Regions from separate parts of the Mus musculus genome. Here regions 1, 3, 4, 5 and 6 are each linked to region 2. The links are chromatin contacts, called in public Hi-C, HiChIP or PLAC-seq and promoter capture Hi-C maps. All regions are on one chromosome and are shown on one strand. Each heading gives the region's core, a stretch centred on a gene start, on an enhancer-like site or on the middle of the called end of the contact. The rest is flanking DNA. Distances are from core to core; before and after follow the strand shown.

Evidence for each region. A called contact is a pair of places that touch in the nucleus more often than the background predicts. HiChIP or PLAC-seq counts read pairs in DNA pulled down with a chosen protein or histone mark. Capture Hi-C pulls out chosen DNA fragments and counts their contacts.
Region 1: an H3K4me3 HiChIP or PLAC-seq map of stem cell-derived neural progenitor cells shows a contact between it and region 2, with 42 read pairs. The contact joins the promoter of AU015791 here to the promoter of Glrx5 in region 2. A contact is called at or near these places in 3 of 39 promoter capture datasets (the C10 cell line, embryonic stem cells and hippocampal neurons), 8 of 115 datasets of contacts at active chromatin or transcription factors (astrocytes, bone marrow-derived macrophages, embryonic stem cells and 1 more) and 1 of 9 other capture datasets (embryonic stem cells).
Region 3: an H3K4me3 HiChIP or PLAC-seq map of forebrain shows a contact between it and region 2, with 7 times the contacts expected there. The contact joins the enhancer-like site here to the promoter of Glrx5 in region 2. A contact is called at or near these places in 15 of 39 promoter capture datasets (the C10 cell line, HPC-7-derived erythroid cells, cranial neural crest and 9 more), 4 of 15 datasets of contacts at CTCF or cohesin (embryonic stem cells, hippocampal excitatory neurons, pro-B cells and 1 more), 46 of 484 Hi-C or Micro-C datasets (B cells, the C10 cell line, DN2 thymocytes and 25 more), 29 of 115 datasets of contacts at active chromatin or transcription factors (VIP interneurons, astrocytes, bone marrow-derived macrophages and 17 more) and 1 of 9 other capture datasets (embryonic stem cells).
Region 4: a promoter capture Hi-C map of pancreatic islet shows a contact between it and region 2. The contact joins the promoter of D430019H16Rik here to the promoter of Glrx5 in region 2. A contact is called at or near these places in 7 of 39 promoter capture datasets (the C10 cell line, cranial neural crest, embryonic stem cells and 4 more), 1 of 484 Hi-C or Micro-C datasets (embryonic stem cells), 18 of 115 datasets of contacts at active chromatin or transcription factors (SST interneurons, craniofacial prominence, embryonic basal ganglia and 11 more) and 2 of 9 other capture datasets (embryonic stem cells and pancreatic islet).
Region 5: a contact with region 2 is called in an H3K4me3 HiChIP or PLAC-seq map of embryonic stem cells, with 15 read pairs. The contact joins the promoter of Tunar here to the promoter of Glrx5 in region 2. A contact is called at or near these places in 1 of 39 promoter capture datasets (hippocampal neurons), 5 of 484 Hi-C or Micro-C datasets (all in embryonic stem cells), 8 of 115 datasets of contacts at active chromatin or transcription factors (embryonic forebrain, embryonic hindbrain, embryonic stem cells and 3 more) and 2 of 9 other capture datasets (embryonic stem cells and pancreatic islet).
Region 6: a Hi-C map of erythroblasts shows a contact between it and region 2, with 3 times the contacts expected there. The contact joins the enhancer-like site here to the promoter of Glrx5 in region 2. A contact is called at or near these places in 9 of 39 promoter capture datasets (the 3T3-L1 cell line, the C10 cell line, embryonic stem cells and 4 more), 1 of 15 datasets of contacts at CTCF or cohesin (large pre-B cells), 13 of 484 Hi-C or Micro-C datasets (B cells, the Ba/F3 cell line, the G1E-ER4 cell line and 7 more), 19 of 115 datasets of contacts at active chromatin or transcription factors (acute myeloid leukemia, astrocytes, bone marrow-derived macrophages and 11 more) and 1 of 9 other capture datasets (embryonic stem cells).

The regions. Positions count from the first base shown.
Region 1 is chr12:105,511,971-105,515,629 of GRCm38.p6, reverse strand. It overlaps AU015791 (expressed sequence AU015791), which reads right to left and starts at 2,197. Exons shown (of 5, transcript NR_102381.1): 1 at 2,063-2,197; 2 at 1,859-1,938; 3 at 1,499-1,604; 4 at 1,173-1,325; 5 at 381-879. Gm40565 (a long non-coding RNA gene) reads left to right here. Exons shown (of 3, transcript XR_872958.2): 3 at 1,012-1,218.
Region 2 is chr12:105,030,161-105,034,128 of GRCm38.p6, reverse strand. Glrx5 (glutaredoxin 5) reads right to left here and starts at 1,511. Exons shown (of 2, transcript NM_028419.3): 1 at 1,147-1,511. The coding sequence starts at 1,429. Snhg10 (small nucleolar RNA host gene 10) reads left to right here and starts at 1,850. Exons shown (of 2, transcript NR_003145.3): 1 at 1,850-2,169; 2 at 3,304-3,512. It overlaps Gm46374 (a long non-coding RNA gene), which reads left to right. Exons shown (of 3, transcript XR_003950254.1): 2 at 28-270; 3 at 437-1,151. Mir3069 (microRNA 3069) reads left to right here and starts at 2,988; the gene lies at 2,988-3,052. It also overlaps Scarna13.
Region 3 is chr12:105,418,631-105,422,399 of GRCm38.p6, reverse strand. No RefSeq gene overlaps it. Among named protein-coding and RNA genes, the nearest start is that of Gm46376, 17 kb to the right of the region's middle. Within about 2 kb of position 1,684, at least 6 of the 459 cell types and tissues checked have an H3K27ac peak or open chromatin away from gene starts, as enhancers often do. A contact at or near this core is called in stem cell-derived epiblast-like cells, where this site is marked.
Region 4 is chr12:105,451,470-105,455,632 of GRCm38.p6, reverse strand. It overlaps D430019H16Rik (RIKEN cDNA D430019H16 gene), which reads right to left and starts at 1,777. Exons shown (of 2, transcript NM_001252508.1): 1 at 1,483-1,777. The coding sequence starts at 1,509.
Region 5 is chr12:105,334,938-105,339,156 of GRCm38.p6, reverse strand. It overlaps Tunar (Tcl1 upstream neural differentiation associated RNA), which reads right to left and starts at 2,563. Exons shown (of 3, transcript NR_045047.1): 1 at 2,200-2,563; 2 at 1,598-1,927.
Region 6 is chr12:105,487,687-105,491,675 of GRCm38.p6, reverse strand. D430019H16Rik (RIKEN cDNA D430019H16 gene) reads right to left here. Exons shown (of 2, transcript NM_001252508.1): 2 at 1-3,989. The coding sequence ends at 3,847. Among named protein-coding and RNA genes, the nearest start is that of AU015791, 24 kb to the left of the region's middle. Within about 2 kb of position 1,320, at least 27 of the 459 cell types and tissues checked have an H3K27ac peak or open chromatin away from gene starts, as enhancers often do. A contact at or near this core is called in acute myeloid leukemia and erythroblasts, where this site is marked.

The DNA of each region.
Region 1 (3,659 bases), core at 948-3,447, 480 kb before region 2:
TGAGGGTGGGGCTGGATGGTGCTGAACTTGGATTGTGTGTGACTTGCTGTGCTGGCTTTGGAGAAGGGCACAGACTTTTCTCCTGTAAGCTGTGGGGACGGATCTGGACTGACCTGAAGTCTGAGATGGCTACTAATCTGGTAAACTGCCGAAGAGGCAAGTGGGAGGGCAGGCTAGGGGGTCACCTCCACCTCCTGCACCAAAGGAAGATGATGCCCAGAGTAGATGGGGGGGGGTCACAGCGAGTGGGCACCAGTGTCTTTGCATGGGAGTGTGATGTGCGCTGCTGTCTGCACTACCAGGAGACTCAGCTGAAGAGAACCAAGCCTTAAGGGTGTTGTCATCTTGAGTGACAAATTTGCATAGCTCCAGCCATTCCATTTACAAACACAATGCCCTTACTTTTATTTTTTTTTAATTTGATACAGGGAGTGGGGGGTGCAGCTTAGTGAGCACGTACTTAGGAAGCATGCGATCACAAGTCACTTTCCAGCACTGGCCAGAAACAAAACCCGGATATGTTCAATCAAATTTGTGCTAATGACATCATATTTTGACCCTCCCCATATTTATTAAACACTAAGTACAAACACCAGTGGAAAGAAGAAAGCCTGCCAGAGCCTGGATTGTTTTGAATTTTGCTCTGAAGCAGAGCCCCACATTTTCACCCACAAGAGATACAGCAGTTCAAAGATAGATCTGGCTGCAGAAGAGCTGCCAGGTTCTCTGGACTGCACAGGACTGAATGGGGACCAGAAAGGTAGGTTCAAAGGAGACAGATCCGGTGCGGACACAGAGCCTCCTCTGAGGATCTGAGGACCACGGAATGAGCGTTGAAGACTTAAATGGCGTGCTTCTGGTTCTGGAAGGTTCCAAGTACTAATTAGAAAATGCCTCTCTGAGAGACAGTCGAAGGAGCTCTTCCAATTGCTATTTGATCGGGAGGCCAAGGTCACAGATAATCTCAAAGATGCTGCTTAGGACTAATAATTCCAAAACTTTTCATTACAGGAAGACAGGTCCCTTCTCAGAATATTCCCTGCGAGATTATTCCAGCATGCAGAGCTTCCCAGATTATAGGGAGAAAATACTGCAAACGCAGCAACAATTATGTGACACCCCCGCCCACTCCATCCACCCCCACACCTGAGAGCCACTCCACACAGACTCACTTGTATTCCCGAAGCAGATCACAGGCAGATTATAAATAAAACCTGCCAGGGGCACCGTGTCCGTGTCAAGTTTTATGGGCGACCACGCTTGGGGCTGAGTGAACCGTCCTGCTCAGTGTGATGCATCCTTGGGAATTCCAGTTTGGGGCGTGGCTGTTGCAGAGAAATGTGTGCTCTCAGAACACCACACCAACTTGAAGAAAGAAAGTCCAACAATATGTGGACTTGGGGTATCTTACATTTCACAGTCTATAAGGAGAAGCAGCAGCCACGCTGTGCACTGGACCTGAGGGACACATGGGACCCAGCGCCTATTTGATACTCACCCCACCCTCCTTGGCAAGAGGAAACTGAGGCTCACGTATAACCAAAGGCACAGTGCCTTCGTGGAACCCCAGGATCTGCATTCAAACAGCAAGTTTTCTGTGTAACCTGGAAAGCCCAGGGAACATAGCACACAGCACCTGAACATGTCACATGTCACCTTAGAACCCTGCTCTGAGCTTCTTCCTTATATGATGGTGTGTGACCAAGACCCCGAGCCTGCCCTGAACTCCAGCTTTAGTCTGCTGCCCCACCTTTCCCTTGGTACCAGACACCAGTCTTGTCCACAGTGACTACCCGTCACAGCAGGGCTGGGGAATATTCTGTCTAGTTGGTGTCCACTTGTTACCCAGGATAGGAACCTCCGCTGAGGGTCCTCTGCTTCAGGTCCTGCCTCCAGATTCCTGTCTTGGCTTCCTTCAGTGATGACTACCATTTGGAGCTGTAAGATGAAGAAAAACAAAACAAAACAAAACAAAACAAAACAAAACAAAACAGCCACTCCCCACACCCAACCCCAAGTTGCTTCTGGTCAGGGTTTTATCCAAGTAACAGGGAAGCCAAACCGAACAGGAGCTGCTGTCCCAGAAGGTGTCCGTGAACCCCAAAAGATCACCAGGAAGCCGACTCCGATGCAATCACACTAGGGTCTTTAGTTACAAGTGTGAGCTTGGGTTATATCACCCTCTCTGATGCAGCAGAACAGGAGGGTGCAGCCCTGAGCTCTCAGCGGGACAAGGCTTTATAGGAAATGACCAGCAAGAGGGAGGAGATCAGCCTAGCAAGTGTCTAATTTTATGACTATTGTAAGCCAACAGGTGGGTGCTCTGAAGCAAAACCGTGAACAATCACAAATGGTCTGTAAGTACATCTGAAACAATCAGACTAATCTCTGATTGACTCTTTCGAGGAAATAGCTAGGGAGTAACTCTGGGGTATGGGCCAAGGACAAAGCACAGGGTCTTTCCTGTGCTTGGTTACAGCTTGGGTTTAGCTGCAGGTCAATTTCTAGGGCTTTTTTTTTTTTTTTAAATTGAACTCAGGACCTCTGCTCACTCTGGTCCAAGGATTTATTTATTATATGTAAGTACACTAGCTGTCTTTAGACACACCAGAAGAGGGTGTCAGATCTCATTATGGATGGTTGTGAGCCACGATGTGGTTGCTGGGATTTGAACTCAGGACCTTTGGAAGAGCAATCAGTGCTCTTAATCACTAAGCCATCTCTCCAGCCCTTCAGGCTTTTTTCTTTTTTTTAAAGATAGAGTCCGGTCCCCAGATGGAGTAGGTTTGGCTTCTGTGAGCCATCTCCAGTAGCAGGGGTCAGAGACTGTGCTCACATGGAACTGCAGAAGAGGCACACTAAGAAACCCATCACCCTTGAAACCAGTCACCACATCTACAACGAAGACTGTGGCTGTGCAACTGAGAGAAGCCAAGAGTCCCTGAGCACCTGCGTGCCCACAGTTTCCATTTCCGAGTGCCACAGTTACCTGGTACTGGGATTCAAATATCCCACCCAAGGTCAGGCTCTTCCCACAGACGGGTGGAGGGTACCCTAGCCCTTCAGGGGAGCGCTGTGATTGGACAGTGTAAGACCCACTCCATTTACTTAGGGATGAGAGACACAAGACTCATTCAAGTTTGGAGGTGCAACATTGTATAGCTTTAGTTACAGACATGAGCTCCCAGCGGCAGCCCCTTCTGGCCTGTGTGGTCACTTCCTCCCTTTGTCAATGTATATGTGGACATTTCCAGGCTCCTCATTTCCCACGCCCACACCTTAGCCACACCCACTTCCAGGCTGGGCAATCACCACCCAACTGGTCACTGCTTTGAGTGAGCACTGCCCGACTGCTTTGCCTACCCCTTGCTGAGATCTCAGAAACAAGAAAGCTTCCTTGGTAGCCGGGTGCACCGCATCTGTCACAGCTCCAAGTTGACTTGTTTTGGCAACAGTCTGATAAAGTTTCTAAATATGGTGGAGGAGGGGGTTTCCATGGATCCAGTTGTATCTGGGATTGCAATACAGGAACTGGTTGCCTGAATGTTCAGCATGTGTAGAGAGGGCGTCTCCCCTTCTCTTTCTTGTGAAACTGCCACGACCACCACATATGTCCTGGATGAATCCAGGAAAGAGAGCCCGCATTGCCTTAGCTCTTC
Region 2 (3,968 bases), core at 262-2,761:
CTCTCGTTTCCTCGTGGACTCTGCCAGGTTCGGTGTCATAATCTTCATTATACTGAGAAGGCAGTATAATGAAGTAGTATTACAGTAGGCTGTGCTGCAGACCCACCACAGATGATTCCAAGCCAAACCTGCTCTCCACGGCCCCAGCCTCATCAAGAAGAATGACCATACGACGAACAACTATAATCAGTAATTGCAAATGTTGCATACTCCATTCTAACACAGACAAGTCTCCTCTCAGCACAGTGACCAACCCAGAGCACTAAATCAGTAAGATGGGGGGGGGGGGGCTACTTGAATACAGGGTTCCCCGGATTCCACTGAAGGAGGAGCAGGGTGCGGGGAGGGGGCAGCTTTCCCATTACCCGGCCCACCTTGACCGATTCTTGCCAAGAATCAGAACCAAATCCCTGGCCTTTCTCTTCCTCGCTCACAGCAAGCACAAGACGGAGAGAAAGGCGCCTGCCTGGTACTGTGTATAAAGGATTCCAACTAGACGTCAGGACGCAGTCGCTTTGCCTTGGGGCCAGTAAAAAGCTGTTCTGCTCTCTGCCCTTTGGGCCCAACCTGGCCGCAGTTTGCTAATCTGGTCGGGGGTCAGAAGTTTTCTTAGTGGCTTCCTCTTTCCGCTGAGCCTCTACCATGTCTTAGTCTCCACACACTGTTCTTTGATGCTACAGTATCTAAAAAACAAACTTCGTGTCTTTCCCAACGTGAGTCCGGCTAGACTATGGTGAAACCTTCTCTCCAGCAAGAAGACAGTCCCTGACCCTCGGGGCCTTAAACATTATTAGTCAGCCTCTGACCTCGTTAGGCACACACAGGCAAGCCTGAAACCTCTTCCCTACATACGTAGTAGCATCAGTCCCTCACCTAGCAAGTACGCTGCTGGCTTCCAAGCCCTCAAATTGTCCCCAAGGGTATTCGCAGTGAGTCCCCCTCTCAGCCAGCCACTCCCCAGTCGACCTGCTCAGAGGGGATCATGATGCCGACTACCCCCTCTCCTATGCAGTCAGAAACATCTCGCCCCGAGGTGGGCCGAGGCGAACCCTCCGCCCATGTGGCTACACAACCAGGGAAGGCCCTTGCTCCTCGGGATCTGCTCAAGTTCACCGCGCCCTCGCAATCGGATCCCACGGGCCTGACCTTGCCTCAGCTCCGGGTCGTCCAGCACGTTGTAGGCCGCATAGTCGCGAACACCGTGCAGCCGCAGAATCTGCACCACGGCGTTGCTGAAGCCGCACTGGGGCTGCTCGGGCGTCCCCTTGAGGAACACCACCACCTTGTCCTTCTTCACCAGCGCGTCCAGCTGCTCCGCCTGGCCGCCCGAGCTCGCCGCCCGCACGCCGGCTCCGGGCAGGCCACCGCCACCAGCGCTTCGCCCCCAGCGCAGCAGAGCCGCCGCCGCCCGGCTCAGGGACGCGCTCATGCCCGCTCGCTGTCCACCGCCTCTGCGGCCACTCCAGGGCTTACAGAGCCCGTGGTGTCCGGCCGGCCCACCAGAGGCTCTCATTGGACAAGCTCTGGGATGAGTCTCGTGATTGGACAATACTGGCTCAATTCCACCAATCACATCGCTTACACCGTAGGGTGGGCCTTCCCTGGGAGCCGCGTCCTACAGGCTTGCTAGTGAGCGAGGACGACCGCTTTGCGTGTTGATTGGACAAATCGGACGTCCGTCGGTGAAGGGCATGAAGAGGCGTGACTAGAGGAAGCCGGCTTTCCTCGTGCGGGCGTTCGAGGCCTGGCCGGATACGCCAAGATGATAGGGCAGGCGCGAGGCGGGGCTTCTGCCGCCCGCGGCACGCCGGGAAGGAGTCACGTCCAGACGCAGCTTCCGGTTCCTTTTGCGGTGATTGCTACGGTAACGCGGCCGGTAGTCCTGCGATGGCGTGCACCAGAGAGGAGGTGGCCTTCCATGCCTCACCGGCTGAGGCCAGCCGCGAACCTGGCGTGTCCTGGTCTGCCCGGGGCTCCAGCCTCCGACCCGCCATGCACATGGACATCCAAGCCGTGTCCTGCGGCCTCCCGTGGGATTCTTCCTCCAGAATGAGGTTTTTTTTTTTTTTAGCATAAAACTATAAGTATTGTGTATGTATGATCTGCGTGCATGCATCTTCAGAAGACGACTTTTATAAAGGGTCCGGGGATGGAACTCTAGCTTGCAGGGTAAGTCCCTTGGCACGCTGAGCCCTCTCCCTGGCCTCTAGAATGATGCTCTTCTCGTAGAAACGTGTAAAGTGCTCTAGCCGTGGGACGGCTGGCTTTGGGGTCTCGGTGACTACTGGGGTCGGGAAGGATTGAAAGAACAAGGGAATTGGTGGGTTGCCGGGCCCTGTGGCCATTGTCTGCAACGTTGCCTTGCCTCTTAAGAGGCTGAGGCAGGAGGATCAGTTGAACTCAGGAGTTCTAAATAAGCCCGAGTCAGCCCGGGCCGTACAGCAGGACCCTTTTTAAGAGGGAAAACGGAGGGTGAGGATGTAGCTCAGTAGGAAGTCGTTTTCCTAGTGTAAGCGACGTCCAGAGTTCCACCCCGTCACATGCACACAGACAGTAATAAAAGAGAGTATTCTCTTAGTGAATTCCGGTGTAGATGATGATGGCCCCAGGGTAGAGTGCTTGCTTGCACATCTGCTGGGGATGGTGCAGAAGAGTGGGCAGGCGCGTCGTTTTTTTACATGGACTTCCCCCTAGAACAGAGCCCCGGGTGTGGTCAGTTCTCCCGCCGGTAGTACGCAGATCCAGATCCTGGCCAGCAGGCCTCCGCAGCCCACTATCTAATCTGCAGTCTTGGCCCTGCGCTGGGTTAGCGGTACCCTAGAGCACACCAGACTTGCAGAGAAAGCAGACAACAGAGGAAGCTGAGGCATGCCTGCTCGAGAGGCAGCAGGCCCATGTGCAATTTTCCTCTGATAGGGCCTGGGTACTGTTGCCACGGTGATAATGGCTGTGCCGTGTCATTGTCGATCCACCAACAGTCAGAGAAGCTTGGCAGTCAAGATATTGTTTAGCAGACGGAGCGGTTTCTGTTGGACACTAAGTACTGCCACAAAACCTCGAGCGACTAAGCGTGTTGCCGGAGGTGGTCTGTTTGCACCCGGGGAGTGAATGTAAAAAATCAGAGTTCACACAGAGTGAGCCATGGGATGTGCTAAGCTGTGGCTCAGAGGGAAACCGGAGCCACTCGCTCTGAAGACAGATGGGAACCAACCGCCTGGCGGGTTCCTTGTCATTGTATTGATTCCTGGTTTTTTTATTTTTTTCTGATGGCAAGCCCCAAACTAAAATCTTGTTATTTTGCAGATCCTCTGATTCCAGGTACCATACAAAGATGTTTACAAGAAATGCAGAGGTAAAACAGCTGCTCCGAAAGCCAACCTTTTGTGTCCTTAACGGCAGAGTGTCAGTTAAATCGCCCCAGCGCCCGGAAGCTTTTATTCATGTTTACACTGCTGTGAGTAGTTATAAATAAATAAACCAATAAATAAATGCTGGCAGTTTGCTTCTGGGAAGCTGTGTGTCTCGTCTACTCTCAGCCGTCCAATTGGCTTTGGTGCTCACTGGGTGAAGGGAAAGACTTTGCAGACTGCTCTGGGGACCTGGAAGCAGAGCAGTGGTGGCAAACAGCATGTTGCTAACTATTAGTGGTAACAAAACTCCTGGCCCAAAAAAAAAAAAAAAAAATAGCAGCTTAAGGGAGTAAGGGTTTACCTTGTCTCCCAGCTGGCAGGTGCAGGGATCATGGCAAGAGCTTGAGGTGGCTGGTTGCATGGCATCCAGCAAAGAGATGAACACCGCTGCCTGCCTCCAGGTCCCCATCCTGCAGGGGTCAGCGGCTCCTCCTCCCTACGTAAACCTTTCTGGAAGCATCCTCATAGACAGACACATCCTCAGGAGTTTCCATGGTGACTGTGAATCCCGTCGAGGTGACAGTGGAGACAGAGCTTTCACACTGACTTTATGTATAG
Region 3 (3,769 bases), core at 435-2,934, 390 kb before region 2:
TGAGCCAAGGCAGGAGAAGAGGTAAGGAGACATGCCAAGTGCGTAGACCCAGGCTAGAGCAACACCTTTGCAAACTGGGGGCCCTGCCCTGAGGAGTGGTCGGAGGTGGCCTCTTGGAGTGAGGTTGAGGAGGGGCAGGAAGCAGAGGCTAAACCCAGATCAGTCAGTACCCTGCCAACCCAAGGTCCTCTAAGCCAGCTTTATCTCAGGAGGGCCGGGGCCTGATGTGGCTGCACAAGCCTGTCTTCTGCATGGATCTCAGAGCAAGCATTTCAGTGAGTCACACAGCTCCTTTACCATACTGTTTTCTGTGCCCGAGTTTCTGTTAGTGACCTAGCTGATGTGGCAGCCGAGTGTGTTTGGGGGTGGTCTGGGGAGGGGCATTCAGAGAGAATTTCTTGGCTCCTGGGTGGTTCAAACTTCTAAGCAGTGCTGCGAAGTGGAAGCTCACATTCCACTTCATGTGTTCACATTCTCTTCACTGCACACCGGAGCTCTGTCCCACCTAGTCTGGGTGCTGCCGGGTGGCATCTATGGGCTGCTCATTAGGCCCTCAACTACTGCCTCCGCATGGTGATTAGTCACTGTGATCAAACCATCCTCAGGGCAGAGTCCATGCGTTAAGACACTGGGGGAGTTAGCTGTCAGCAAACAGGTAGAGCTCTACCCTTGCGGAGTCAAGGAGGGAGGGGCAGGCAACACAGCAAGTGGGTTAAGACAGCAGCAGCCTAAACAGATTGACAGGGTGGTGGTTGGGGGGAGGGAAATGGGAAGGGGACACAGAAAGGGCTGTCGGGGACAGTCAGGAAAGCAGTGTCCCCAGATGGTACTCACATGGCACCTGGTCACCAGAGCAGGGGGAACATTGGAAAGGGACTGGGGCAGCAGTGCTGATGGGTTAGAGCGGATGCTCATGACCATAGTGACTTCAGGAAGGGGTGGGAATGCAAGCTTGACAGATGGGGTTTGACTGGCAGGAAAGAAATGCAAGGTTCTGAGCAACGAGATGTTTTCGAATATGCTTACCCTGCTAAGCAGTCCGCTGGTATTACTTTCTTTAACTCTCTCTAGTCATGGAGGTGAATAACCCCGGATGTCCGCATGGACAGCTAAGGACATTGTCAGCTCTAAGAGTCAGTGCATGGGAGTGGGGCTGTCTGCGGGTCAGGCTGACTGCTCTAAAGTATGACCTGGGAATAACACAGGGAGGAGAGCTTTCTGTCGCACGCTGCATTGGGGGGTTGGGAGGCGGATCATTCCTGCTTCCCTGGTATTGCTAGTGACTAAGGGTAACGTGCCCCTGACACAGAAAGCTTTCAGAGACCTTCCAGGTCACCAGGGACGGTGTGGTTAGTTCTAGATGTCAGCTTGGCAGGGCCCCAAGTCTCTGTTACTTGGTCCACTCTGATCTAGGTGTTGGCTGTTCTGGGTGCATCTCATACAGCCTTTTATCTATTTTTAATGAATTACTTAGCCCGTAATATTCAGTCCTATGAATAGAAATCACACCAGGGCAGATGTGTCTTAGAATTATTTGCAAAATAGGAAATGTGAATGAGGCCCAAACACTCGGTAACTGGGAATCCTTGAGTAGGTCCAGACATGAAGCCACAAGGCCAGGCTCCAGCTACTTAGAGCTTAGACAGACCTGGCACAGGTCTAGCTCCACCCTGAGTGTGTAATGGATGATGTAACAGGCTGCACTGAAGCATTACAGAGAGGCCATGATGTCAGGTGTAGAGACAGAGGTCAAGCTGCGACGACGACACAGCAGCTCAGGCTGGGAGTGCTTGTCTGTGCAGGAAGCCCTGGGTTCTGTTTCCTGCACAATGTAACCTGAGCACCGCTGACAACTCCTCCTCTCTCAGCAGGAGGGGCACTGAGCTGGGAGACTCCGGAGTAGGAGGGATGTATGTGTATGTGTATGTGTGTGTGTGTGTGTGTGTGTGTGTGTGTGTATGTGTGTGTGTGTGTGTGTATGTGTGTGTGTGTGTGTGTGTGTGCGCGTGTGCATATGCATGTGTATGTGTATGTCTGTGTGTGTGTGTGTGTGTGTGTGTGTGTGTATGTGTATGTGTATGTGTATGTGTATGTGTATGTGTATGTGTATGTGTATGTGTATGTGTATGTGTATGTATATGTATATGTATATGTATATGTATATGTATATGTATATGTATATGTATATATGGAGTGAGACAGGCATGCATGCACGCACACACATGCTCTTCAGGTGTGAGATCAGCTCGGAAAACAATAAGATTTCAGCTCCTGGCAAAGGCTGCAGTCAGAGGCTCTAAATGGAAGCAATCACCCTCCCCTACAGGGCTCAGTCACTTACAGGCAGCCAAGGGTCAGAGGCACAGAACTGAAGTTCTCACTCAAGGCATCGTGAACTGTTGTAATGTTCAGTCTGCAGCTCATCTTAGAAGCTTAACACTTGTTGGCTGGCCCTCATGACTATGACAGCCAGACCCTTAAAATAAATTTCTCTCTCTCCCCCCTATCATTTCTTCTCTCCTCTCTGCCTCTCAGTGCACACACACAAGACACACACACACACACACACACACACACACACACACACACACACACATATACATACATACATACATGTGTGCAGATTATATATATGTATGTATGTATGTGTGTGTATGTGCCCATATATGTATGTATGTATGTATGTATGTATGTGTGTGTGTGTATGTGTGTGTGTGTGTGTGTGTATGTGTATGTGTATGTGTATATATGGAGTGAGAGAAAAAAAGAGAGAGAATACTCCCAGAGCATACACATCTATAAAATACAGCCCTCTGTAGCTAAACATTCAAAGATTCAACCAGTCCTGAGTAAAAATATATATATATATTTGGAAAACACACTGCATCTGTATAGAACAGGTGCAAACGTTTTCTTGTCACCGTTCCCAAACTACCTGGCACACTGCATTGTGTACTCCGAGTAACTCAGAGATGGGCTGAAGGACATGTGGGGATGTTTGTAGGTTTCATGGGACCATCGTGCAAGGGATTTAACATCTGAAGACGTGAGTAGCTCCCAGGGTCCTGGAACTGATGACCTAGAGGTTCTGAGGGCTGGCTGTACAGAAACATAAACAGAGAGACCTCCACATCTCTGTGGATGTGTAAGCTCTACCAGGTGTGTGTTGCTGGGTGTGCTGCATGGGTGTGAGGGTGGGCATTTGCATATGTGGGTATAGAGTAGCTCCCACTAGCTTGGTTGCCCTGCAGAGTCTTGATTGGGACACACTAACATTTTCATCAGATCCATGCCAAGAGATTAAGAGCTAGTGAACAGGAGGGACGTGCCCAAGGTCACTTCAAGCCAGGACTGAATCTGGACTCCTTCCTGTCCCTCTAAATGCTGCCTCTGCCTCCTGTCGCAGAGTGTGCCTCGAAGCTGAATCAATTCTTTGTCACGAGGAGGGGCTCCTGTGGTATCTGTGTGGACATGGCTTGGTTTCCATACCTCAGAACTCCAGCCCCTCAGGGAAGGGACTGCAGTCACTCGCCCCTGATTCCCCCTAACTTAAAATGTCGCCTAATTTTGGTCATTAGCTTTAAGGTGCGTTCTTAGACTGCTCGGTCCCCTGTGGGCAGTAAGGTTGTCTGTGGTGCGTGAAATGCATTCCAGGTAGAAAACGCCAGAGAAAGAAGGTGCTTGGTTAGCAAGCTGACCCAGTTTCTCAAAGAGTACGAAGAGGATTTTTGTGTTCCCAAACCCTGTGTTCTCATGGTCCCTTGCCAGG
Region 4 (4,163 bases), core at 528-3,027, 420 kb before region 2:
ATGCCATCTGTTGGCAGGAACAAACTGACCAATTGAAATGTGAATTATAAAAAACAAAAACAAAAACAAACACAGCCACCACCACACAATCCAGACTCCAGCAAGCTCTGCCCACAGGTGCTGAAAAGCCCTGTTTATTTTGTCAGGTTGCCATAGCAACTGTGGATGCTCTAGCCAGCCCCAAGGTTAGTTAGTAATGATCAATTTATCCTGTAACCATGGGAACAGCAGCTTCTGTGGGATGCAGAGAGGGAGGCAGCCTCAGACATCCTGTGAGCTTTCTCTTTCTTCAGTTAGCACTCAGCTAAGCCCACCTACATCGAGAGTGGTAGTGACTGTTTTGCACATGATGGTATTTACACACGGGTTGAATATGATTAGCTGGGTCATGTTACAGGAGCTGTTAGAGCTCACAGCTTGCTTGCTTCAGAGCTAGCCCAAAGCCTGGGGTCCTGACTCCCCAGAGCCAACTTGGGGACTTTGGCTCCTTTGATGTTCCCGTTTGGGAACAACCCTCCATATCCAGTCTGGCTTTTGAAGTTACATCTTAAACAGACTTCCAACACACCGGCAAAAGTCTGGCGAAAGTGTGCCTTCGAACATCACTCCGGAAAACAAGCAGCAGTGTTGGGGGGGGGGGGGCAGGTCCTTGACAAGCACCCAGGAGACAGGATGTCGCCCCTATCACTCTGCTCCCAGCACAACCTCAGAAGGTGAAATATCATGGTTTGGGACTTGTGTCCGGCCAAATGTAGCCTTTACCCATGGTCGACTCTGGGTCTTCCCAGGGGCCACACACAATCCCAGAAAAGGGTGTGTGTCTTTGTTCTGGCTCAAGAGAACACCAAGGATCACAACTCAGGGGATTCTCCTGCAGCGGAGACCAGGCAGAGCGCCAAGAGGTCATTTGTCCGCCTGCCACGAGGAACCTGTTTTGTGTGGGGACGGATGGTGGTTCCCTGCTCAAACCCAGCACAAAGCAAAAATGCTTTTAAACCATGCATCTCTATCACAAAGCCCTGTCACACTGCCTTCCTGAGCGCTAGAGACTAAAGTCCCACCCACAGTGGAGAAGAAAGGGGGTGGGGGGTTCCCAGAGGACACCAACAAGTACCAGCGCCGAGCAAAACCAGAATGGGGAGAGCAGCTTCCCCTCTGCCAGTCCAGGGGCTCCAGAGCAAACAGCGGGTGGGGGTTGGGCAGGGAGGGGCCACTTCAACTGCCCAGGCTCCTCGGAACTGTCTTTCTCAGAAGTAGGGGTGCTCAGTGGAGACAGCCCTACTGCACCCCTCGATGTGCAAGGGGTATGGGCCACTCCATCCAGGACAGTCAAGCTCCCGAGTACGTACACCAGGTGGGGCTCCCCGGCTCGGGACAAAGGACCTGGCCACGGATGCAAGAGATGCACCCGGGAGGACAGCGAGGCTGGGGTCCTGCAAACTTGGAGACCCTAGGACGCGTGGGGGGAAGATTCCAGGTTACCTGAGCGGCCATAAAAGACAGATCCATGGTGTCACGGCTGGTGTGGCTGCTGCTGCTGCTGCTGCTGCTGCTGCTGCTGCCCCTGCTCCAGTCCTCGCTGTTGCTGCTGCTGTCGTCGCCGTCGCCGCTGCGAGTCCAGCCTCCCGCACAATTATCAGAGAGCGGGCGGAACCGCGAGCAGGTGCCCTCGGGCCCCGGCGACCGTGACCTCAGCAGCCCTGGCGTGGTGGCGAGTCTCCAGCCCTCTCAGCGCCCTGGCTGGCTCCAGGCTTCGGCTCCAGACGCCTCCAAGTGGGCGGGAGACCCCGGGCGCGGCGCCCCTCCACGTGACCACTCCCAACCACACCCCCGAGGGCGGGCCAAGCCAGACCCTTGATTTCTAGCAGTCCTCTCTCTACCCTGGCCAAATGGGGAAAGTGAGGTCTGAGGCGAGCCAGCTGGGGCGATGGGTGCCCTTCCCAGGGCACTTGACTCCAGCCCCAAAAGTGCTTTCCGGGAGTTGTTTGAGTAGATGTGTCTGGCTTTCGGTGGCAACCCTGCTCCTACACTTCTGAAGGCTTGGCTCTTGAACTGAGCAGAACAAAGCGGAAAGTCTAGCATTTTTGTATTGTGCGGTTTGGGTGAATTAGTGCTCGTTTGAATCTGAGTATCCTCGTTTGTAGAATGGGAGTAACGGAACCTAGGGATTATGTCTCCACAGGATGAGCTGTAGGAAGGCCCTTAGTGGAGACCATGGAGTGAATCGCATACATAACCTGCAAACAGTGCCTGTGGTTCAGTTACCAGAAAAGTAGCCCAAGTCACGGTTATCGATGCAGTGAAGGGAGCCACAGAGGTACCCAGAGGGGCCTGTTGCTCTCTGGGAGTGTGTGTGTCCATCCCTCCAGTCTCTTTCCCCCCTCCCCCTTCCTTTTCTCCTTCCCACCTCCTGCCCCGTGCTTCCGGTTTGTTTCCTTTCTTGCTTCCTGGGTCTCTAACTCTTCCAGGCTCAACTCTTCCTCGCTCCCTCACTCTGGCATCTATCACTTCTGCACCCTTCCAGGCCAAGCACTGGCCTTCAGTCTCAGTGCCCCCCGGAACCCCACTGGTTCCCACCGGGCTACAGCAGCGGGTCTTAACCGACATAATGTTGCAACCCTTCAATACAGTTCCTCATGCTGTGGTGATCCCTGAACATAAAATTATTTTCGTTGCTACTTCACGACTGTAATTTTGCTATTGTTATGGTTCGTAATGTAAATATCTGATATGCAGGATATCTGATATGCGATTCTTGTGAAAGGGTCATTTGACCCCAAAGGGGTCGTGATGCCAAGGTTGAGAACGACTGCTCTATGGCCTGGCAGTTCCTCAGCCCACCCAGAACCTTCACATCCACTGCACTTTCACCATGAAGCCATTCTTGCAGAGGTTTGTAGGTGTGTGTGTGTTTGTCTATGTGTTTATGTGTGCATATGTGTGAGTGCATATGTATGTATGTGTGCATTGTGTGTATGTGTGTGTGCATGTGTGGTGTACAACTTAAACAACAATGCCTCCTCCATGCAGTCACACAGAAAGAATAAATGGAGCTGGAGAAATGGCCCAGCCATGAAAGGCTCAGGCTCACAATTACACAGACTAAGCAATGGTCTTTAAGCCCTGAGGGCCATCTCTTCAAAGCTTTATTGCTTGCCCCGCTGCCCCAGCCGCCTGGAATCTAAGTGTTCATGGTCCCCGACTGGTCTGTTCCCATCTCTGTACTTCTGTCACTTCAAGAAAACTCTATAAATGGAACCATGACTAATAACCCTCTAGTTAGTGTCAATCAACCCAGCTACCTGGAGGTTCATCCAGGTTGTTATAGAGAACAATTTGCTCCTTTTTTATTGCTGAGTAGTATTTTATATTATTGACGTACCACGGTTAGCTTAACTACATATCTGTCAAAGGATGTCTGTGATGTTTCTGTTCTTTGGTGTTTATGAAAACATCTGCTATATACATTTATGTCTGAGTTATTTTCATGAACACGTCTGTCACCCATTCCTAAGGCTGTGGTCCTGGAGCAATGTCACTTCTACAGTATGTCCAGTAGATTAGGGCCTTGCCTAGTGTGATGGTTTGTATATCCTTGGACCAGGGAGTGGCACCATCTGAAGGTGTGGCCTTGTTGGAATAGGTGTGACCTGGTTGGAATGGGTGTGTCACTGTGGGTGTGGGTATAAGATCCTCACTCTAGTTGCCTGTCAGTCAGTCTTCCACTAGCAGCCTTTGGATGAAGACGTAGAACTCTCAGCTCCTCCTGTGCCATGCCTGCCTGGATACTGCCATGCTCCCACCTTGATGATAATGGACTGAACCTCTGAACCTGTAAGCCAGCCCCAATTAAATGTTGTTTTTTATAAGACTTGCCTTGGTCATGGTGTCTGTTCACAGCAGTAAAACCCTAACTAATACACATAGCTTCTCACCCTTCAGACCTGGCCTTGCCCACTGGAAACCCAGACAGTTCTCCCAACTGTGCTCTGGAGGAAGAGAGGGACCCGGTGGAGGCAACCCAGTTGTTTTAGTTCTGTTTTGCAAGCCCCCTGAGCACCCTGTGGCCTGTACCTCACCCTAGTCCTGTGTCCTTGGACAAGGCTCATCTGCCCTCCCTGTCCCTGGGCTGTGGCTTTTCACCTTTGAAAGAAGATGAGGGG
Region 5 (4,219 bases), core at 1,314-3,813, 300 kb before region 2:
GCAAGGCCTGTTGGCCATGTTGCTTCCTAGCCTGCTGTACGTCAAGGTGATACACTGAATTTTATCAGTTCTTAGGGGCCAATGTCATCATCTCTTCCACTGAAATGCCTAAGTTATCCAATAACCCCAGTCTGGCCCCTAGGGACATTTTATAGCCATTATTTAACCTAATAGATAATCCACTATGGCTGAGACATCACCTCCTTTGGCTTGAACCAGACTCTCACCACTCTTTCGTCAGGGAGTACTGTTCCTGGAAAACAGTTGTCTATTCAGTTTACATATGTCCGTGTCTGATGGAGCCCCAGACCCTAGCTCAGGCCTGTGGCCCACTAGTTCTTCTACTCACAGAGTCCTGGATCTGAGAGGGATCTGAGACATCACCTAACATAGGCATTGAGCCCTCTGTGGCAGAAGGTCTGCCCCTGCTCCAACACCATCACTTTCCACATGGTGTAGACAGACGAATTAAACACTCAAGCCCTTAAGCAGGTGCTCAGACAAGGACCACACGATTCCCCCGTGACGATCTTGATTAGGACCATCTACATGCATCTGGGCGAAGAGTCACGTGCTGCACAGGTGAGCAAGAGGCTCATATCTGTATTAAAGCTATCCCCTCTCCCTCTAGGTTAAGAAGTGTGAAGTTTTGCTGACACACAGACAGATGGCATCTGTGAGTCAGGACCCAGGTGGCGCTTGCCTTATGGCCATTTGGAATCAGCCCCCAGCCCCTGTGAAGAGGCTATTTCTAATACCTGCACAAGCAGCCTGGGTGGTGCTGATGGGTTTTACCCCCGGGAAAAGGCTGAGTGAGGGTGAACTTGCTTGGGACACACAACACAGAAGGAAGACACATGGGAGTAACTAAAACTGTTCCGCATCCTCCAAGGACCCTGGAAAACAGAGCCCAGAAAGAAACCACAAGAAAAATGTAGTAACGACGCCTCCATTCCCTCAATCTGAACTAAGATGAGGCTTCTAATGATGATTGCCATCGCTAAAAGGAGAAGTGAACGATATATACATTCTACTAGTAATTTATTCCGTCTCGGCCGTCATTGGAAGTAGTTTCACACACATGCAGCGGCTCTTGAGACGGAAGCAGCTAGTGAAGGAAATAAAGCAGGCGTGTTTGTGACCAAAGGATCAGTTTGATGAGGTGGTGAGCACCTTGGTTCCCACCTTGTGACCTTGATTAGCACATTTAGTATCTCTGGGCCTCAGTTTCCTCGTCTGATACACGGAGAGGGGGGACCCTACTTCCTTGGAGCAGTTTGGAGATCCACCACCCAGCAATGACTGAACACTCACCAAACATCCAGTTCCCCCTGGTGACTAAGTCCGAATCCAGGTTGCACACATAGATGCTTATCTAGACCAAACAGGTCTCTTGCCTGCCTGCGTGTTAAGCCCGCTGCTGTTTCCCAGAGAGCCCAGGAAAACACCGGGTCTTGAAGGCACCTAGGCTGTTCAGAAGCCAGGTAGGGTTTGGGGACAGATTCCAGGCACTGGGTAGTAATTGGAGAGGGGGCTCGGAGGCAGCCTCGGAATCCTGTGAAGGGGCTTTGTTCCCGAGGCGAAAGGTCTGGCTTACCGAGAAGAGCATCCGGAGGCAGGTGGGGGGCGCGCAGGGCACGCAGCAGAGCCACAGCCCGGCCCGGGTCCGGGGAGCGGGAGCCAGAGGAAGGCGAGGAGAAGGAGGAGAGAGAGGTTGCCGTGGGTTCCTGCCTCATTCTCCCAAACAGCGCAGACCCACTGGCCGCCTCCGGCTGAGGCTGGCCGCCGGACACCGGAACCCAATCATGCTGTTCATGTCCCTGTCAGCGACTGGCGAGGTGTGCGCGAGGCTGGGTTGTCTGCAGGCGACACCCAGGGGCTCCTCATGCCCCACGCCTGGGCTCGGCGGGAAGATCTCGGAGGGTGGCTGCGCCCGGAAAAGGAGAGAAAGAAAGCGTGAGAGAGCACACTGAGCTGCGCCCCGCGGGGCTGGGGGCGGGCAGCACCGCGCGCCCCACCCACCGCGCTCTGCGCCCCGCGCCGCGCACCCGCCGGGCAGCCGAGCCCCAGAAACTTTAGCACATGGCCGGTCCGCCGGCCGCTGTGGCCCGAGCCGCCCCGCTAGTGGCGTAGTCCCCGCCTCAGCTCCAGATCGCAGCTTACCAGCAGCCACCGCAACCGCAGCGGAGGGTCGCCTACCTGGCGGTGCGGAGAGTGGTGCGGACCAGCGTGGGAGGAGAAGGGGGCGGCGACGTCGGGGTCCCCGCAGGGGAGGGGCAACTCCGCGGTGGCAATAGCCACCCTTAAGGCATCCAGGGAGGGGACTGAGAACCAGCTGAAGGGTCTGCAGGCTCCGATAGGGGAGTGTCAGTGCGTTCCCCGCCCCTCGGCGCAGATGCTGACGACGCGCGCGGGCTTCCCTGGCCCGGGTCTGCGGAGCTAGCCCTGTTACCTAGCGACTCGCTCCGGGAAGCCCACGCTGACGCGCTAGGAGCTGGGCTGCGGCAGAGGGGAAGGGCGGGGAGGGAAGGGGAGAGAAGAGGAGGGATAAGGAGGGGAATGAAAGAGGAGAGGAGGGGAGCTCTAGAGGGAGAGGGGGCAGGGGAAGCTGGCGTTGCCGGCAAAAGCTCCTCCCTCTACCTCCACGTCGCTGCTGGGGAGTGGGCCGGGGAAGACGTGGCCTCTGCCTGGTCCCGAGGATTTGGAACCGGCTCCTGGGTGAGGGTGGATGGAGGGAAAAGGGTGATGCAGGTTCCCCTGTGCTGGGGTTACAGCAGCAGGTGGCGGCTATGTGGCTCATGGAGGCCTGCCGCTCACAGGAATGCAGAGATGAGCCAGTGAATGTGGCCTTGGGCGTGTGGGTGTGTGTGAGACGCCCCCACCCACAAGGAGTATTTGGAGACCCAGGAACCTGGGTGAGAGAGGCGCCACCCCTTTCCTGGCCTGCCTCTCTTCTTCCTGGACATTTTGTTCTTGCGCTGTGCTCATCATGGAAGCTCTGGACTATCTCACCGAGCTCCTCCTACCTCTCGGGGAACCAGAGGATGGCTGCTAGGTAGTGACAGCTTTGTTCCTCACCCCTTGATGCCCGACCAGTGACCAGGTGTCTAGTTTCAGGAGGTCAAAGACCTGCCTCCATGTGCCTTCCTCCTTAAGGATTTGCGGCCTCTCAGGCCAGACTGGGCCTCAGGCCCAGGCATGCCCAAATCTTTACAGCTTATAGGACGTTTCAAAGTAACTTAACATCCTAACCAAAATAGTCATCCCCGAAGGTCATAGCTAAGAACTGACCCCTGGGGTACCTAAATCTGAACACGCGTTTTCTGTAAAGTGTACTGTAACTAGGTTTTCTGTAAGGTGTCTCTTGGTTCTCCAGAACCTTTCCAAAATGCACCCCTAAGGCCCACAAAAGAGTCCTCGTCAAAGCAGACAGGGACCACAGCCTCCAAAGACGGTGAGGCAAACTTTCAAATGCAGTGGGTACCTCTAGGTAGAACCCAGACCCTTGGATTCAGCTGGATACAAGGACTCTGCCATGTCTAAAGGACCCTCAAACCTGCCAAGATCCTGCCCCTTCCTTAATGCCCCAGAACAGGAACAGCTGCCACCTCCCTGAGGACCGACCCAGCCTCATCCTTCACTCCCTCCAAGGCTGCTGTTGTCCTGGCTGGGGTGACTATGAGGAGGTGGAGGCAGAAGACCGACCTTCCAGAGAATCACACCTGCCCAGGACCCACATCCCAATTCTTAAGCCAGTATCTCTGCAGCGAGGAGCCCCTCCCTCCAGGAGGACTTTGAGAATGGGGGTGGGGGAGGGGTCGCTGAGGTTTTTGTTGTCAGAGTTGGCCCCAAAACAGGGCTTTTTCTCTGTTCATTTATTCTTCTATATTGTTGAACCCACTACTAGCCCTTCCAAATAGAAACCAGCACCCTCCTCCCTACAGCATTTTATTTTTCAACAGAAAACGGCTGTCATTCCTAGCCCCTGGGGCAACAGTTATGTTCTGACATTTCTCAGCAAGACTGGGAGCAGCACCTCTGAGTTTGCCCCCAGTTTTTATGGGTGACGCAGCTTTTCAACCGGCTTTCTTCAGCGCTAACTTCCCACTTGCAGGAATAATCTGACATGTCACTTGGTCAGGGAGTCCAGTACTTATAATACTCAAAACCTCAGAGAGTCTCTTCTATGCCCAGCCATTTGCAGGCCTCACTATTCCAG
Region 6 (3,989 bases), core at 71-2,570, 460 kb before region 2:
GGCTGGGAGTTAGCCCCATGGAAAAGCAGATCCGAAATGCTTTTGAGGCAGCCATCGGCAGAAAGATGGGGAGGTTGAGACGATGTCTCCCCAATGATGTGGCCTTGACAGTCATGAGGACACTACTGTGCTCAAGCTTGTCCTCGGAAAGGCCTGAGTCACCTGGATTTCCTTCTCCCTCTCTCTCTCTCTATCTTGTCTACGTGTGCATGTGTGCACACATGTACATGTGTAGGTACTTGTACTTGCTTGCATGTGGAGACCAGGGGTTGACATCAAGGATCCTCCTTAATCATTTATCCACTCACCATTTAAAAAAGCAAAACAAAACTCAAAGCAAACAAAAGAAGAACCATCGTCTCTCACGGAACCAGAGCTCATCTTTTTTGGTTCTAGTAGCTGGCCAGCGAACCCCCTGAACCTGCCTATCTTCCCCCCTCCTCCCAGAGCTGGTTTTACTTTAATGTGGGCTCTGAGGATCTGAACTCAGGGTTCTCATGCTCTACCCACTGAGCAACTTTTCGGCCCTTGGGTTTTATTTCCCATCAGTAAACCACAGACGGCACCCACAGTGAGCCAGGCCCAACCATGCAGACTTGTGTTCCAGGTGTAGCCTCCATCTGTCCTGAGTGATGGCAGGGTTTTGTCACGCTGGTAGTGATGTGCATTGCCCTCTGCCCTGTGGGTTTTGTGGTTCCCTCCCTCCCTCCCCCATACCAGGTCTTGCTCAAGCTCTGATCTCAGGAGGTTGCACAAGGGGTAACCAGAGCTCATAATTTCATCCCCCGGTTTCTTCAAGGAGCCCCACCGAGCCTGTGTTCTGTACCTCGGGGCTCTCAGCTGAAGCTTAGCACCCTCTCTCTCCTCCAGACCCTGCACAGAGTGGCCCTGGAGGAAAGAGGCTAGGAGGGCTTGGCACAGGTGCCCATGTGCCAGTTGGTCTCTGACTGCTCCTCCTTGGTCCCGACTTGGGAAATATATGATCTTGTAAGTAGGACTGGCTGCAGCAGGAGAGATAGGCAAGACTGGCTGCAGCAGGAGAGATAGGCCATTTTACTACCCATTGATGACAAAGGGTGGCCATACCCCTGCAGGAGAGGGCCACAATGCCCAGATCACATATTCAGCTGCGTGTGTGGCTCTAGCTCCCACACAGATCCTAGTCAGTGGACAAGCATCCTAGCCAGGACCAGAAGCTGGCATACTGCCTCTCTGGCTGTGTGGCACTGACCTGCCCCATTTCCTGATCCTTGGGATCCTAGAAACGCATACAAGGAGGGACAGTGGCCTCTCTGGGCAAGGCAGAAAAGGAACTCATAAGTTCCTCTAATTGGATTTCATGGACCACAGGGAACATTTCAGCAAGGGCAGCACTTCTCCAAGGGTCAGATACCCAAAAGGTAAGGGCCTTCCTGTCAAATTAAAGGGGCTCTGGGACCCGCCTTACCTAGGGAGAAGGCAATGGGGTACTAGCTGGGGTCCCCAAGAAGATGCTATCCTCTGCTCTGGAGAGCTTTGGGGCTCACAGAAAGACTGTACCCCAGCTTGGGTCAGCTTGCTACACAATCTGACTGCAGTGCTGGTCACTGAAACCTTCCTAATGTGCAGTTCCTTGGGGCTTGCAAGCCTTGCTGGGGGCCCCTTATACATGTGACCAAGAAACCCTACTTCGGGAACCCTTCTTGGAGACCTACATGGAGATTGAAGGTCGATTTTAAGTGGTGGGGGAAGGTTCATTATCCCTGGGGTGTAGACAAAGCCGAAGCTGTCCCATTCTGATGGTCTGAGCCATCCCAAGCTGGGATACCTTGGGAAACACCTTATGATGACTCAAGTCCTGTTCAAATGTACCTCAGTGGAGAGAGAGGATCCTCGCTTCTACACTGTGTGGCCTGACGGAAGTTACTCCACTTCTTTGGGCCTCTGGTTCCTTTCTGGGCACGACGGACCTTGCTGCTATGAGGTGATGGAAGGATGAAGGCTGTGCATAAAAATCTAGCACCATGCCTGCTCACAACACTCAAGCACTGAGCTCAGGCCTGCTCGTCCCTTAGCTGATGACCAAGACAGAGCCAAGCAGAGGCAGGAAGGACAGTGGGCTGCACCTTGGCTACTCTGGCTGGGACCTGTCATTTGTTCCTCACTGTTATCTGTGGTGAGGAAGTTCAGATAGGAAACTGGAGCAAATAGGAGGGCAGAATGTGACCAGTTGATGCCAGGTTGGCAAGGGGATTCCCATGTCCGTGACAATGTAACACTGTCTACAATGTAACACTCTGTCTGATCTAGGAGAGCAGGAAAGATGTCATCTGACTCTCTCTCTCTCTCTCTCTCTCTCTCTCTCTCTCTCTCTCTCTCTGTGTGTGCCTGTGTGCCTGTGTGTGTGTGTGTGTGTGTGTGTGTGTGTGTGTGTGTAAAAGCACTGACATGCTTACAAGGCTAGAAGCTGTCCTTAGCTTTCCTGTCCTGTCTCTCAGTACAGCAGACACAGATCCTTCCCCAACCTGCCATCTCCATGGAGATAAGGTAGGGGACAGACCACCAGCTGCAGCTCCCAAGAGGCACTCAGATAGCACTGGGTCACAGCACACTCCCGTTCCCAATGCTGGCTTGGGTTCTCTCATGAGAGTGCCCCACCCTCGGCACAGGGAAAGGCTCAGGGGTGTGACGAGGAGGCAGGAAGCCAGAGCAAACATCCCACAACTTCCATGCCCAACACACAACAGCTGAGTGTCAGCCCAGCGTCCTGCCCTGCTGAGGATTCTAGGAGGCTCAGAAGACACTCTATGCCCCTACTTCTTGGCAACAAAGGTTGGGCCAGTTCTCTGTACTAACAGCTTCCCCCAAAGCATTTGCAAGTATGGCTGGATACACTGAGGGGTGTGGGGAATCAAACCTGTGACGGAGGGCACAGCAGCTAAACCAATTTACAGCACAGAGACCAGATGACCTGTAAATGCCCAGACTGAACATCTCCTGATTCCCTCTGCGCCTCAGCTGCTGGGGTGGTGTGGGGACGGGCTCACTAGAGAACTTGGCTAGGATGGAGGTCAGACTCAGCGCTGACTCCTTCATTATCTTACCACACCATCATCAGGCCCCTGCCCCTGACATCTGTCCAGTGATGAGGGGGACATGATTAAATCATCCTCGGAGGAGAGAATGCTAACTGCCTGGACGATCTAAAATGTGAAGACGTCTTCTGCTTTTCTTACAAAGATCAGAAAGTTCATTCCAGTGTCTGGGTTTTCTAATGCATTTGGAGTCTGCAAGGGACCAAGTGTCTGGTGACAAAGTATCATTTACAAGTCAATTTCTCAACACTCTGCGACCTTACAACATCGCAGTCAGTGTCCCGAGGGGTGGGACATAAAATTAAAAGGTAGGAATTCTAACTTGTGAAAGTTCTTCTTGTCCCAGTACCCACATACTGGGTTCAAAAAGTCTGCAGAAAAAAAATATGACATACAGTGATAATTGACTGCTAAGAAAATGTCACCAAACCAGATCTGCATTTTTCCCACCCAATAGGATGTTCAAAACCATCATTCTGGGACTGACCGAAACTTCAAGAATTTTTCAGTCTGCTGTTTGAAGGACTCAAGCCATCAAGCTTTTAGGAGCTGAAAGCACCAACTTCAAGGTGTCTTGAATGAGCTCAACCTCAACATGGAATATGCTAAACCCGATCTGCCTGGAGGAAATTACAGATGTATGGTGCCTGCCCCTCCAGGGACCATTCAAGAACATAGGTGTCTCCAGCATCTGGGAGAAAGATGGAGCCACATGAAAAACCTTACTAGGTGAGTCCAGAGTGGGAGGGGCATCCCCACAGCTTCAGCATCCTCAGAAGGTGAAGGCATACACCACCCCTACCACCACTATGTTCCCCAGTGTTGCTATGATGGCAATCCATAGCAGAACAGCATCGTTGGAGGAGCGAGGAGACTCCTCAGGCTGGCCGTGGCCGTTGGACGTCGAGTGGACAT